Linked DNA regions of Rattus norvegicus: regions 2 and 3 are each linked to region 1. A link is a contact called in public Hi-C data. All regions are on one chromosome and are shown on one strand. Each heading gives the region's core, a stretch centred on a gene start, on an enhancer-like site or on the middle of the called end of the contact. The rest is flanking DNA. Distances are from core to core; before and after follow the strand shown. Region 1 holds the start of Fbxo48 (F-box protein 48). Region 2 holds the start of Egfr (epidermal growth factor receptor). Region 3 overlaps Egfr (epidermal growth factor receptor).

Region 1 (4,646 bases), core at 1,547-4,046:
ACTATAGCATGTGACTATCAGAAATAACTGGGGAGAAGACAACAGGAAGGGACAAGCCAACTGTATTTAAGCAGTCAAATAGCAAACTTAGAGAAGGACTAAATCAGTGTTATACTAACAGGTAGAAACAGGACTAGCTAAAGGGACAATTTCTAGTGACTGCTCCAATCCTGGGAGAGAACTGTCTTATGATATGATGGGGAAATTACTATAGACTAGATGGTTTTGAGTCCGGGCTGTTTGAATTCAGGAAATTCCCGAAGAGCTCTGGAAACTGCTTTGCCTGGTTTTCAAGGTCATTTCCAATTTATTTTATTTTTAATTTACATTAAAACACTAGTAGATAATAATCACCCATGTGAGACAACAAAAAAATGTGTCTATGAGGGGAACATTTTTCTGATGGCTATCTGTCTAGTTATTAAATTCTGGTTTCCTAGACTTAAAATAACTGTGGTAGTTTGGTAAGAAATGTTTTACATAGGCTCTTGTACTTGAATACGTGTTGGTCCCTGGTTGGTAGGGAAGTTTGGGGAGTTTTAGGCGATATGATTTTACTTGAAGAAGTGTTACTGGCACCAGGCTTTTGAGAGCTTAAGACCTCAACTATATCCAGTTTGTTATCTCTGCTTCATGCTTTTGGTTGAGGATGTGATCCCTGGCCTCTCGCTCTAAGCTCATGCCCAGTTATTAAATAACTGGTTTCCCAGTATTTAATAACTGCTGCCATGCTTTTCTTGCAGTGATGGACGCATATTGCTCTGGAACTATAGGACAAATGAATTCTTCTCTCCATAAGCTGGTTTTGCCCATGGTGTTTGATCACAGCAATCAAAAGGCAAGGGATACAGCTACAGAAGACTCCATACAAATGAGCATATTTGTAGACACCTTCTTCTGATTTACAGATTCAGGTGGACTAACCGGGTAGATGGAATGTGCTACATAGTATCCTCTTATAAAAAAAGGTGAACAAAGTTGGATAAAAAGTTCCTCCTTGGAAAGATACACTTTAACAAGGTCAAACAGGGCTTGGAGAGTAATTTTCCCTTATGAGTAAGGAGAAGCATCCAGGAGTGCCACTAGGTGGCGCTATCAAGTGTTGGAAGCAAGTTTGATAAGGTAAATAAAGCCTTCGGTGGTTCTAAAAGCCATTAAATGTCCTGAAGATTTCCATGCATTCTCAGTCTTTGAGACTAATCTCAGGTTTGTAAAAAAAATAATGAAAATCTTAGTCTGAGACAAGTTTAAATAAACTCTAGGTTTAACACATTTTAAAATAGTTTCACTATTTGACAATTCAATCAGTTCCACTGCAGTGCAAACTGTTAAGTTACTAACATGTAAATTTATTATCAATTTAAACCTATTGCAACTATTCACTTCAGTATTACTCCTATGAGTATATATCTATACTTAATTTATAATGAATCTTTAAATAAGTTCTTCAGAAATCCCCTGAATTCTTGAAGGTTTAAATAGGAAACAACGGTAAATTCTACTACTTAAAGTAACGCACTATTCTAACATAAATACATGGAACAATACATTTCAAAATCATTCTATTAGTCTACTATTTCTTATAAAAATAACATTTCATGATTTTCCTACAGTATAAGACCAGAACAGTTTTTTTTTTTAACTAAAGTGCAAAAAATATAAACAAAGTTTCATGTTCAACTTTGTTTTCTTTTAAATGTTAAATATTTAAAAGGCTGACAAGGACATTATCAGATTTTAAAAAGTCTCCTGGAGCCTGAGTGATCTTGATAACGTGGCGTCAAACTATTGCAATTTTTCAACTTCTCTTCCCAGCTCTGCATCTAGAATTTCCCCCCACGTATCTGCGTCCATCGGGCACATGGCCTTCTCTGGCAGGCTAACGGGAGAACGGATGTTGCTGTATCGGCCGCTTAGCCACTCGTTTTTCACTTTGCTCTTCTGGTAATTTCTCAGGAGTATTACCTGAAAGCATAGACATCATCGTTCAAAAGGGCTGGCAGTGTGGTTGGTAGAGAAACTCATTCACAGGGCTGAGATTAGTTCCTGATGTGGAAAAACACATGCTAATCGCATTGACAAATTCATGTGTGCACGTATGGATTAGTGTGTATACAGAGAGCGGCCCACTGTATGTACTGGAGGTTTTCATAGGTGGAAGGAAAGGCAATTGGCTTCTTTACCTCCCTTCTGCTTAACAAGGAAAGTTCCCGACTTTAGGATCTGAGATGTACAAAGCTGAGTAGAAAACATCGTGGAAACTATGCTAGTGGAAAGAGGATAATAGTTCAACTTCCTAAAGTCAGCACACTCTGCATGTTAACCCTCAGTAGAGAACTTACAGTATTATCTTAACTGTGTACGACCCCTTGTCCAAAATCATAACAAGTTGGAAGATTGAACTTACCCTCCAGGTATAACCATTTTCTATATCATCATCTACTTCTCTTTGGCACACAGCTCTTATGCTCAAGCAGTGAGGTTTCCATAAGGAGTCATTGTTTCTTATTGCATGGTTCCAACTTGTGCACGTCCTGGACGCGCTACATAAACTCGGAATGTCTAGCTGGCTGAAAATGTTAAAAGTGACTTCCAGGGGCAGCAGGTCAACAAAGTTACTTTGATTCTCTTTTCTCCCCCCTTCAGCATCCTCGGAATTCAATTCCATACCGGGAACCTTGGCATTACTGTTCTTGGAAGTTTTCTTCATATTTTGCCAACTGTCTTCATAGGTAACCTACGGGGCAGAGTTTAAATATACTCAACCTCTTCCGACCAAACTGTGCATCCTACTCCGAGCCCGATAGTTTGGGCACCATTTAAAGAACTTTACATGTCTTGACTTTCGGCCTCGAAATCTGCAAGGTGGAATCCATGCCATGTCTCTTGTGTGTTTCTCGAAGACTGCCAGGTGGAGTGGGTAAAACCAAGAGGCCGCATATCTGAACTGTACCCGGGAGACCACGGACACGTTCCCTTCTCTTTGAACATTAATGTTTAGCAAATATGATTGCTTCTACATGTTTTATTTCTTGCTGCTCCGGAAGAACGTTATCTTTAAAAAGCAGAAATGATTCTCTACATCATGCATTCACTGAGTTTAGTAATAATGCCTACTTTAATATTTATTAAAAGTCCCCGTGTGAACTGATGCTTCACCATTGGGCTCTTCAAGCTGACGTAGTCACAAACCTCTGGACCTTTAGTAATTTATGTAAGAACTACTTAAGTACTTGGATGTAGTGGACAGGTGCATACTCTTGACATAAACTTACCTAGAATGGTCCAGGATGAAATTCTGGTTATAGTTACAGAGTCTCATATGTTCAATTAAGCTTCAAGAGTAGTGTCTTAGAAATCAATCTATCTTATGTGCCTAATTAGGAGCTACGGATAACTGCCCCGGAATCTATCAGTGAGGGACAACTACAGTCTAAACAGTTCATAATTCAGCTAGGAATAGTATATCGCTATAGATTTAAAGCCTGATGTCAGCTAATGCTCTCAAGGAGCGCGGTGTAAGCTTCTGGAAGCAAGCCTGTAAGCTTCTGGAAGCACGACCACACACATCATCCTTGAGCTGCTTTGCGATACAAACACAAGCTGTGCTTACCTAGTTTATAAAACGGGAATAACAGTCAGTGGCGAGCCCCCTCTGTGGGTACTGGGAACTAAATCTGGGTCTTCGGGAAGAGCACACACTCTGGGCTACCTCCAGACCCTCCACCCACCCGTCCTGTCAAATGTCACTTGGAGTGGGCAAGCGGAGGTAGAGCACCGCCGGGCAAGACTAGTTGTCAGGGAGCCCACACCGGTCTTGCCCAGCAACTGCATCCCTGTTTGCTGTGAGAACAGGCACCACGGGAAGAACCGATCGACCGCCCACAGTGCAGTACGGAGCGACCACTCCTACCTAAACGCACGCCGCCGGCTCCTCCCGCGATTTCAGACGTAGGGATTTGAATCTTTTCCGGAAGACCTTCATGTTCCGTCCTCTCAAGTCACGCTCCGCCCATTTGCGCGCGCGGTGCCTTCTGGGATTGGTAGTCTTTCCTGAGTTTCATCACCATGAGGGAAGGAGAGAAAGGCTGCCCAAGTGACTGCAAGGTCCAGCGTCCCCGCTGAGTGACAGCCGCTGCATGGGCGGGACTCCCAGTGGGTGTTAGTGGTTAGTTGAGGGCTGTGAGCCCGCCCAGAGTTTGCGCGCGTACGCCATGTCTCGCTAGGAGACTGCAACCCGCCTAGGTACTCTTTCCCTGCGGTGTGCACTTGGCAAAGGTTGCCGAAAAAGAAGTTTACGAAGTGTTTATTTTTTTCTTGGACAGGTGGTTATTTAAATGTTTTGATGATAATATCTTATTTCCCTAATTTCTTAGCATAGTAACCATTCCAGGTTACCTGGGGAGGCTGAACTCTCAATGCAGAATGTATTTTATCTAGTAGCATCTTGCAAAAGTATAGCGAACCATCAAGGACTATCAAGACTGCTATATACGACGGAATTGCAAACCTTTCGGCCTGTATGGTTATTAAGTCAGCTGAGCGTTTTATTTTTGTTTCCGGAGCATTTATTTGCTAGCATTCAACACTTAGCCTCCTTGCCAGTCCTTCATGCAGTCCTGCATTTCTCTATGACTGCTCTTGGT
Region 2 (4,646 bases), core at 1,044-3,543, 200 kb after region 1:
TTGGTTTTAAGTGAATACCGTACAGACAGACAAATGAAGCGGCATTTTTTTTTATCTCACCAGAAACAAATCTGCAACCACTAACAGTGTTCAAAGCGGTTAACAGGGAACCACAGGGCTGAGGTGAGACAAGTGGTGCTCTACGGGGTCTCTAATGGGACAAACTGAAAACTAGGGGAGGGAGTCCCACGGGCAGGCACAGATGCCATGACTTCCTTCAGCTGAGGAAGGTAGGAGAAAAGCTTCACAATGATCCCATCTGTGAACAAAGCAAGCCCCGGTCTACTCACTTCACCCAGGCTTTTTTCTGTACTGCAAGATTTCCCAGACTCCTGCTAGTGGGGAGCATCGTGGTAGCCTTAGATGTTATCAATTTCTCGTTTATGCCAGTGAGTCTCAAATCAAACGCTATAAGAGTTTTAAAAATCCTCTCAAGGTAGACCTGTGAAATCTGAACGTCTGGAGTGGCTGCTGAACCCTGGAGGAGGGGTGTAGTTTGTTTTGCTTGTTGATTTTTAAACCCGAATGATTTCATTGTGGAGCTAAGTTTGGGGAACTGAGCCTTACACCCCCTCCGACTAAAGTGCACTGAGCACCAACCCCCAAGTCCAACTCGGATGCCGATGACATCAACAGCAAGTGCAGACCTGACTCCTGGAACCCGAGCGGCTGGATTTTGAATTGTGCAATTAAACCTTCTGAGGCATGTTTCTCGTGTCAAGTGGGTTTATGGTCGGGTAGTCATGAAGCCAGACTTGTTCGTGTTCAGTCTGGGCAGTTGGCACATGTGATCCACGGACATCAATCTGTTTCTTTATAATTAGGGGTTCTATTTTAGTTGGCCCAATATCAATCACTCCAAAAAGGAGGGAGTAAAAAGGAAAGAAAAGAAAAAGAAGCCCAAGAGGGAGCTTCTCAGATAACAAGTAAGAGAGTTTGCTACCTGGCCTCATTTTGAAACACCAAGGATAAACTACACACAAGGACCCAGCTGTCACAGGTCAGCCATACCATTGCAACTCCAAGAGATGCTGCAGAAGCCCAGGCTTCTGAGAAGGGGCAAATTCAGGGATCCCGGGGAAGCAGCCACCACACCAGACTAGCTCAAATCTGGCAGGGAGCCTTGGTCCCCAACCAGTGCACCTAGCTTGGCAGGTCTCTGGCTTGCTCTATGCCCAAGAGGCGGGATCGACCCATCCCACCCCCGCCACCCCCCACCCCCGCCACCTCCCCACCCCACGCCCTCCCTTTTATTTTTATTTTGTTCCTAGCGAAGAAGCAAGTCACCACCACCATCTTTTCTCAGAGGTCCCAGGTGGTTAGTGACAGAGATATCTCCCACATTTGCTGCAGCTACACACCCGCGAAAGAGCACGCAGAAATCTGCAAGCCACATTGGGACTCAGGCTACCAGGTCCCGAGAGAACCCTGGCGGAGAAGAGAGGCGTTGAGGGTGCGCTCAGGAAACCGCGCGTCTCTGAGGTCCCGACCTTGGTCAGAGGCGCGTTGGTTCTTACTCCAGTCCCTCAACTCCCGGGCTGAGAGGGTAGGACATGCCGGTCCCACTTGCGGATCCGGGGTCCCTCCGCTCTCCCTGACAGTACTGGGCGCACGTGCGCCAATGCCCGGCGTCCCGCGCTGTCCCCACCACGTTTCTACTCCAAACGCCTACTGAGCGCAGAAAAGTGAGGCAACTAAGTTGGCAGCAGCCGAGAGCTCCGGAGCGCACAGCCTCGGCTCCCACGCTGCTCTGGCAGCCCCTCTGCCCCAAGCCCGGTCTCCCTTCCTTCAGCCGCCCCAGTCTCGTCCATTCCAGACATTAAATGTCCAGTTCCTCCTAAGGTCCCGGCCGCTTTGGGAGTTAGAAGAGGAGGGGCGGGCAGCTGGGGACGCGGAGTCCAGAGCGGAGGTTGGGACTGGGCGAGCGCGCTCGAAGGGGGCGCGGGCCGGTGGGACACGCCCTTACCTTTCTTTTCCTCCAGCGCCCCACCTGCGGCGCAGAGCGCAGCCAGCAGCAGCAGTAGCTTGGTTCTCGCAGTCCCTGAGGGTCGCATCCCGGCTCGGCAGTCGTTGGCTCTGGCTCTCCGGGATTAATCCGAGTCAGACTGAGTCCCACGGTCGTGCCCGGTGACTGCGTCGGCAACGACGACGGGACCCGGACTCAGACTCGCGTCCAGGTGACCCGTCGCCTGTCTTGGTGGCGGTAGCCTCCGGGACTGGCTCCAGACGCTCGAGCCCAGGAAGAGCGCACAGTGCGGGAAGAAGAGGGAGGCTGCTGAGCGTTGCGCTGGGGCTGTCCAGGCGTCTAGCTAGCCCTGGTCGGGACGTGGGGGAGGTTGGGCGGGAGGAGGAGGGACTAAGTGGAGGAGGAGGGATCCAGAGAAACTAGGAGGAGGAGAATGGCAGGAGAGAGGAAGCGCTCGCCGCGAGGATCGAAAGCAGGCAGTGGCCGGAAGGTGGTGGTGGATGGCCTTGGCCACCACTAGACAAGGCTCTGGAAGAGAGTCCTGGCTGCGTGCAGAGGGGCAGTGGGTGGCCTTTGGGATTAATTTCTGAGTGGGGACTCCACTGCGCTGCATTTCAGGACCTAGGAAGCCCAGTCAAATCTATGTCAGTGTCCCCTCTTTTCCTCTGTGTCTCCCAACTTCTTACTTCTTTTCTTTCTTCCAAGAAAAATAGAGAACAACTCTAGACCACCTCGGTTACTGTCCTACCGTAGAGCACAGGTTGGAAATAATACAGATGGGGACACTGTTCACTTATTCTCCATAACTTCTGGACCGCGGGATCTCAGCAGGTCAGACTGACTTGGCCGCAGAGTTCCCAACCGCTCGGGCAGAGGTGGGAGCGGCACGTCTGAAGTGGCACTCAGAAGTCTGAGGGTTCTTCAGATCCCATCGAGAACCCTCCATGTCTTTTGAAAGAAGGGTAGCCAACTCCTGGCACAGAGAAAGGCCTCAGTATGTTTGCTGGGTGAGTGCATGCATGTTGACGAGCAAAACCACGGCATTTTCTGCACCTGGAACCAGCCAGGAGGGCTTGAAAAGCAAAGCAGAGTACACATCAGGCAAATTCCTTCGCTCAACGCAAAGACTTAACACAAACAACAGTGGACATATCTTTAGAGCAGTTAGCAGCCTCCAGTGACCCAAGCTAGCCCTGACACACACCAGGAGGCAAATTGCCAGGTAAGTTCACCTAGAAATTGGCCAGTAGAAATGTGTCTCTGAACTGCAAGACCGACCGGCAACTAAATTCCTTAAGCAAAGACCAACTAATGTCACTGCTTCTTAGCCATCTGAGAAATGTCCCCTGCTCCCATTCAATCCAGAATTTCCGAGTTCTTCACAAAATCACCTGGTCCCCTAATTTAGACGCCTTGGGTGGGTCTCCTGGTTAGCAGGAGTCCTTGTTAACCAGTCATGCTCAGTCCAGTCTTTTCCTTTTCACGAAGCCAGAGACGAGGACTTTTCTTTCTCACCCAGCAAAGACAGGGCTGCTGCCCAAGTTTTGCAGGTGGCTTCCTGAATGGGTACATTTCACCCAGCCTGTGCAGACCCTCCTCAGACCCTGAAACCCTCATTGTGAAGTCGAGCACGGCTTCTTAAAGGTTTCCCACCGGCAACTAGTTTTCACAGGAGTGTTTATGTAAACTCGGGCAGGGGTTTTATATAAAGTGGGTGTGCAAATCAGACATCTACTAACGGTAGGTCATAACGCAATGCTAAGGCAATTTTTGGCATACATATGACTTTATCACTTATTAAAGATTAAGGTAAGTTGACATGTCAATGAGATGGATTTGCTTATTGTTACATCAAAATTAGATTTTGACTGAATACCCGAAGCTGTGGAAATGTAGAGCATTTGCAACATTATTCAGAGTTAATTAATATTTTGATCTACAATTTTCAAAGCATGAAAGAGAAAAAATGTATTCAGGGTCATTTTGGAAATTTCATCCTAATCCCACACTAAAATTCTGTTACCTTTTTTTTTTAAAGGAAACATTGATTTTAAATATTAAACATTCAAACCCAGTACTATCCAAACACACCCATTTGAAGCTCATATGTGGTAAGGGATGATGGTAGGAGAATATTAAAAGGTTTCGCTTTCTGTATTATGACATTATTCTTCTACAAGAATGCGCAGTTGCATGTAAAGTACAACTGTTGCAGTCCATACCACATGGTAGCCTGGCATCTGAGCTACTTTTGATGCAGCATTTCTAGGTACCCCATGGTGTGAGAGCATGCAGAGAGCAGAGGGAGAGTGTCGTGTGTACAGACGCAAAGTCACTGCGAAGTTCAACGCAGCCCCCCGGAGCACTGCCAAAAACACCTTAGCGTGTTGAGAACCTTCGAATTAAACTTTGCTATTGCACGTTCAGAAAACTTTTACCGTTGCCCAAACTTTCGTACCCCCTTCCCAGAGACACACACTGGGGAGGGGGACTCATGCGTCAACTTTCTGCTATATGTTCCGAATAAGAACTTAGGTCAGGTTCTTATTTATTTTTATTTTTTTATTTAATCTGATTTTACACTCCAGATTTTATCGCCCCACCGCCCACCCTCTTGCTGTTTCACATCCCATACCCCCTTTCCCCTCATCTCCATCATGAGGCTGTCTTCACTCACCCC
Region 3 (4,646 bases), core at 794-3,293, 160 kb after region 1:
TCTGGCTTAGCCATGTGGAAGCATCTCCCATACAAGCATGCTGGCCCCGCACACTCTGAGGAATTCTTGGTTTTATTCTCCCCCAAAATATCCTCTCACCCAGCATGTTGTACCACCTCCTATGTCAAATCTCCCCTGCCTCATCCTGGACGTAGTTGCTCTGAAGAGATTCTTTCAATGTTCAGGAAAAAAAAAAATCAAAAGTGACTAAATGGTTAAACAGTGTTGGGGGGTGGGGATGCCCGTGATACCAGATATATTCTGCAGGAGGAGAAATGATGACTGACTGGTCAGGTAGACGGAGGGTAGACAGGGGAGATAAGATACAGCCAAGCCTGAGGATTCCTGATCTAAGTGTAGTGACACATTCTGGCCTGACAATCAGAAAGATCTCCCTGACCACTAACTGAGCTGGGCGGAGCTGAGCTGCACTTAGACTGAAGAAGGGGAATTTAAAAAGAAATAGTAAAAGCCCTCTGTACGCAGTATTTTCAATACTGGCAAATACACAAGAAAAAACAAAACAAAACAAAAAGCAACCAACCAATCAAACACAAAAACAGGTTCACTTGGAGATGTCGGAAGTCCTAACATCTTGTGAGCCACACTGTCGTTCTTTAGAGGTCACTTCAAGGTCTTGAGAAGAGACAAGATAGTAAGCTATTGGAGGCATTTCCTGATAGTTATCTAAATACAACTTAGTAACTGACTGATGTGAGCAATCATAAAATGACTGGATAAGACATCCTTGTTTCTACTGGCACAAACAGGCATCACGTGAGGTGACAGACAGTATCATGTCTTTGCGGGAACAAATACACCAAAAACCAGAAAGCCATTACCATCATCACGAAGAACAGCCACCCATACTTATGTGTCCAGGACTTCAGAGACACAACAAACCTCATAGAGCCAACATCCTCTAAAGCAGTGATTCTCAACCTGTAAGGTCATGACCTCTTTGGGGGTCGAATGACCCTTTCGTAGTGGTCATCTTCATGACCTTCAGAAAACACAGAAGCTTGCATTGTGAGTTATAACAGCAAAATTACAGTTATGACCTAGCAATGAAAATAATTTTATGGTCGAGAGTCACGACAACATGGGAAACTGGATTAAACAGTTACATCTTTGGAAAAGTTGAGAATCGCTGCCCTAAAGTAAGAAATATTCTTAGATCTTCGGTGCCAACCAGAAGGCAGGTGGCTCGCAGCACTTACTGTCCATTTGTGTAACTACTGCATATGTCCTTTTATCTGTGTATAATGCCTCAAGACTCTAGAGCTTCACCTTGAAAAGGTCAAGTAAGGACAAAGCCCGTTCACAGTTTCTTGAACAAAAAGGTTCAGATTACTTTGCTAGCAGCTTCTGACCGTGGACAGACGTAACATAGATTGGAAAGAAAGTTTGAGTTGTAACTTAACTATGCAACATTTCATTGACAGGCTTGTCGGTCACATGCAAAGTAAGAGCTCTATTTAGGGTCATGGCCGTGGGGCTGGGGGTGTAATTCAGTGGTAAACACTGTGTGAAACATAGTGTTTTGTCTCCAGCACCAAGGGAAGAACATTTCCTGGCTGAGAATTTGAGACCATGTGTATCTGTCACTGCAGCATGTGCAAAGGACACTACACTGGCCACAGTGATCTCAGCAGCACTAGGCCAGGGCTGTCTGCTTTTCTCTTGCCAGTACTTTGTGACCCAGCCCAACAGAAAAATCTGTAGCAACACTGGCTCTCTTCTGTTTACGTTGCTAAGTTACCGAATATTTTGTCTTGCCTCATCCAGAAAACTGTGGTGATTGTCTTTAAACAGATAAGCAGCACACTGGAACATAGTTAATGTGGCCTAAATATGCTGAGATTACGTTTTGTATAGGTTTCCCTCTTTCAAATATGGTTCACAAAAAGCCGTGATTCTCTACCCGTTTGAAATAGATTTCAAACCTCTCGGTATTCCAGCAGAAACACGTCTATCTGGAACGTTCCTGAGCATAGATGCTCATATGCATACACATGGGCTGCTCTGGGCTGCTCTGGACATGTGCTTAACATGGACTGTTAGGAAAGAGAGAGCATTTGAAGCCTGAAATGAGTGATGGAGGCAGGTTATGTTGGTTGGGTTAAGTACAGGATGGGCGTCAGGGCGGAGAGTAAACAGATTTCTATACTGTGGTAGGTCCAGGCTTTCTGTCTAACTCCTTTTTTAAAAGAAAAATATGACCAATGCCTAGTAATAGTACCCTATTACTAGGACCTGTGGGGCTCAATGGCAGGGGTTACCAAGAACTATCTTTCAGGATAGCTGAGGTACCAGGGCCGTGCTCTTTGGATATCACTGAGAAATGATTGGGTAAAGTAGAGTTAAGGTAACAGAAATTGCAAAAAGCATTCAAAACAGTTGCTTCTTTTCTCTTAGGTGTAAAGGCTTAACGAAAGATGCATACAGTTTAGGAGACAAGTGTATCCAGCCATGTCTTTTATGAGTTTCCACTGGAACACACACCAAGAGAACAGGAAAGACGGGTCCTTTTCCCTATTTCCTGCTTTTGAGTGATGTCAATGCCCTGGATTCCTTTCTACTACTTCCTAGGAAATTGAGAGCTGCCTACACACTATTTGATCAGTGTGAGTGGGTAGCAAGAAGGAGATCCCAGGACACTCAAGGCACAGGGAAAGGGCCAACATGCAGATCTGGGCTTGTCTCCACATCTCCTCCCACTCGCAGCCCTGGCACGGACCTTACCAGCTCCAAGACACTGACCCCTATGTGGTGTTTGGAGCCATGCTGCCATTGAATGGGTGAAAACTTTATAAAATGGGGACTAAATGAGCTCTTTCTCAGACTTATCATCTGGATTCCCTGTTTATTCTTTGTCTTTTCCTCTCTGCAGCTCTGATGTGGGAGAAAAATGCAGCAGCATATCCATAGGGAGAGCTACTGCGGAATGGCGGGAAATCCAAGCCTTCCCACAGAGCATTTCTTCTTTCGCATGTTTGCTGATTTGCTTCTGAGCCACCATGGGCTGCCATTGATGCCGCTAACCACGATACTGGAAGACATTCGAATGACCCTCTGAGAGTGTCTGAGTGCTTTCTTCTACAAAAGGAGTTGAGGGAACTGGAACGTAAGTCCCCTTCTATCCCAGGATCCCATGCCTTTAAAACCCCACTCTTTTATATGCATCTTCTCTCTGTCTATCTTCACAGTCCAAGCCTGTGAAGGAAATTGGATCAGTACTCACTTTGGCCTTCTTTCTACTCTAAACAGGTCAACTTTTAAAAATAAATAACTTTGCTTTATTCTAAGCACTGGGGGTCCTGTGAAGCAGCAGAATGGCCCTGAATAGCCAAAAAGGAGTAAGTAAGTTGATAGGGGGGGGGGGGGACTCAAAAGAGTACAGTGCTATTTATCAAAAGGGATGTTCTGTCTAAGCAGAAATAAAGAACAGTATTGTCCACTGTGAAGGTGGGGAAACTGGAGCTTTCAAGGCTCCAGAGAGCGTGCACAGAGAAACGTCACCAAGTTCAGAGAAAGGTGGGATAAGGCATGTGGCAGTATTCTTGTTTGAAAACAAAAGAAACCTGTTTTTCTAGGTGTATTGGTGTTCACGAGCTTCTCAAGGGCGATGCTTGAAAAGCGGCAGGCACCACATTGCTCTCTGCCACATCTAAGGCAACTTCTTCTTTCATAAATACATGGCATATTTGTGAAAACATCCCTGGAAGTAGGACGCCTGGAAATTAAGCAATACGCTTGGAAGAGGGAAAAGCATGAGCAATGTCTTTCAGCCTTTCCGACCTCAGAAGGGACAGACAGATAGCTGCTGGTCTGTCCCCAAAGGACACTAATTCTGAAAACTTCAACAGCCTATCAGGTAACCTCGCTGGCCAGTGCAGTGTCCTGCACTGTAAACAGCCCATTGAAATTCCTGACAAGGACGGTACAGGGGCTATACTCAGAGTACGTCTTTCACACAAACAGTGAAGTTCAAAAATGAAGTAACCTCGGCACCTTCACTTAGATTATTTGCATATTCAGAAACAAGCATCTCACTTAAAACAACACAATAAAGATAAAACTTTACCACCCATCTCCCAGACAAATCAGGAACTGTAAGCCTCAAAATGCTTCCTAAGACTCGATTCTCTTGATATGGCTGAAGAAATAGTAGCAAAGAGAAGGGGTGGGGGGGGGAAGGTTATGGGATATGGAACAGTTGGAGGGTGGACAGGGAGGGGAATAAAATCTGAAATCTGGGGTGTAAAAAAGAAAAGTAATAATAATAATAATAACAGCAATAGTAATAGTAAAGCAGATTTTCCATGGGGGGGGGGAATACAAAAAAAATGAAGAGGTGACTAACCAAGAGGACTTAGAAATTTCACACAAGATCTCCTCATTCCAAACAGAATGTCTTCCCCTCCTTGTCCCTCCTCTCTCCTCTTTACACAGAGATGCTAATATGAAGCTGGCTGACTAGCTCTGTTCCTTGGACGTAAGCAGCCTCCCTGTGCTTTGACTTTACACTGGGTCTCACTGTGTTGTCCCCACACAGGAATGTGTGGCGGTGACTAGAACTCCAGCCCCAGGCCTTCCTCCTGAAAAGATAACCTCAACATGGAGCTCTGGGGTTTCACCTCTGT

The links. Hi-C and Micro-C count contacts between places; a contact is called where the count stands out from the background.
Region 2: a Hi-C map of liver shows a contact between it and region 1, with 6 times the contacts expected there. The contact joins the promoter of Egfr here to the promoter of Fbxo48 in region 1. A contact is called at or near these places in 6 of 12 Hi-C or Micro-C datasets (the Rat2 cell line, hepatocytes, kidney and 2 more).
Region 3: a contact with region 1 is called in a Hi-C map of the A7r5 cell line, with 4 times the contacts expected there. The contact joins the enhancer-like site here to the promoter of Fbxo48 in region 1. A contact is called at or near these places in 3 of 12 Hi-C or Micro-C datasets (the A7r5 cell line, the Rat2 cell line and mammary epithelial cells).

The regions. Positions count from the first base shown.
Region 1 is chr14:95,580,643-95,585,288 of GRCr8, reverse strand. It overlaps Fbxo48 (F-box protein 48), which reads right to left and starts at 2,796. Exons shown (of 2, transcript NM_001108863.1): 1 at 2,408-2,796; 2 at 1,339-1,965. The coding sequence starts at 2,710. The coding sequence ends at 1,786. LOC134481789 (a long non-coding RNA gene) reads left to right here and starts at 4,203. Exons shown (of 2, transcript XR_010057594.1): 1 at 4,203-4,325.
Region 2 is chr14:95,376,273-95,380,918 of GRCr8, reverse strand. It overlaps Egfr (epidermal growth factor receptor), which reads right to left and starts at 2,293. Exons shown (of 28, transcript NM_031507.2): 1 at 1,967-2,293. The coding sequence starts at 2,054.
Region 3 is chr14:95,419,923-95,424,568 of GRCr8, reverse strand. All of the region lies in intron 1 of Egfr (epidermal growth factor receptor), which reads right to left. Among named protein-coding and RNA genes, the nearest start is that of Egfr, 44 kb to the right of the region's middle. Within about 2 kb of position 2,043, at least 16 of the 93 cell types and tissues checked have an H3K27ac peak or open chromatin away from gene starts, as enhancers often do. A contact at or near this core is called in the A7r5 cell line, where this site is marked.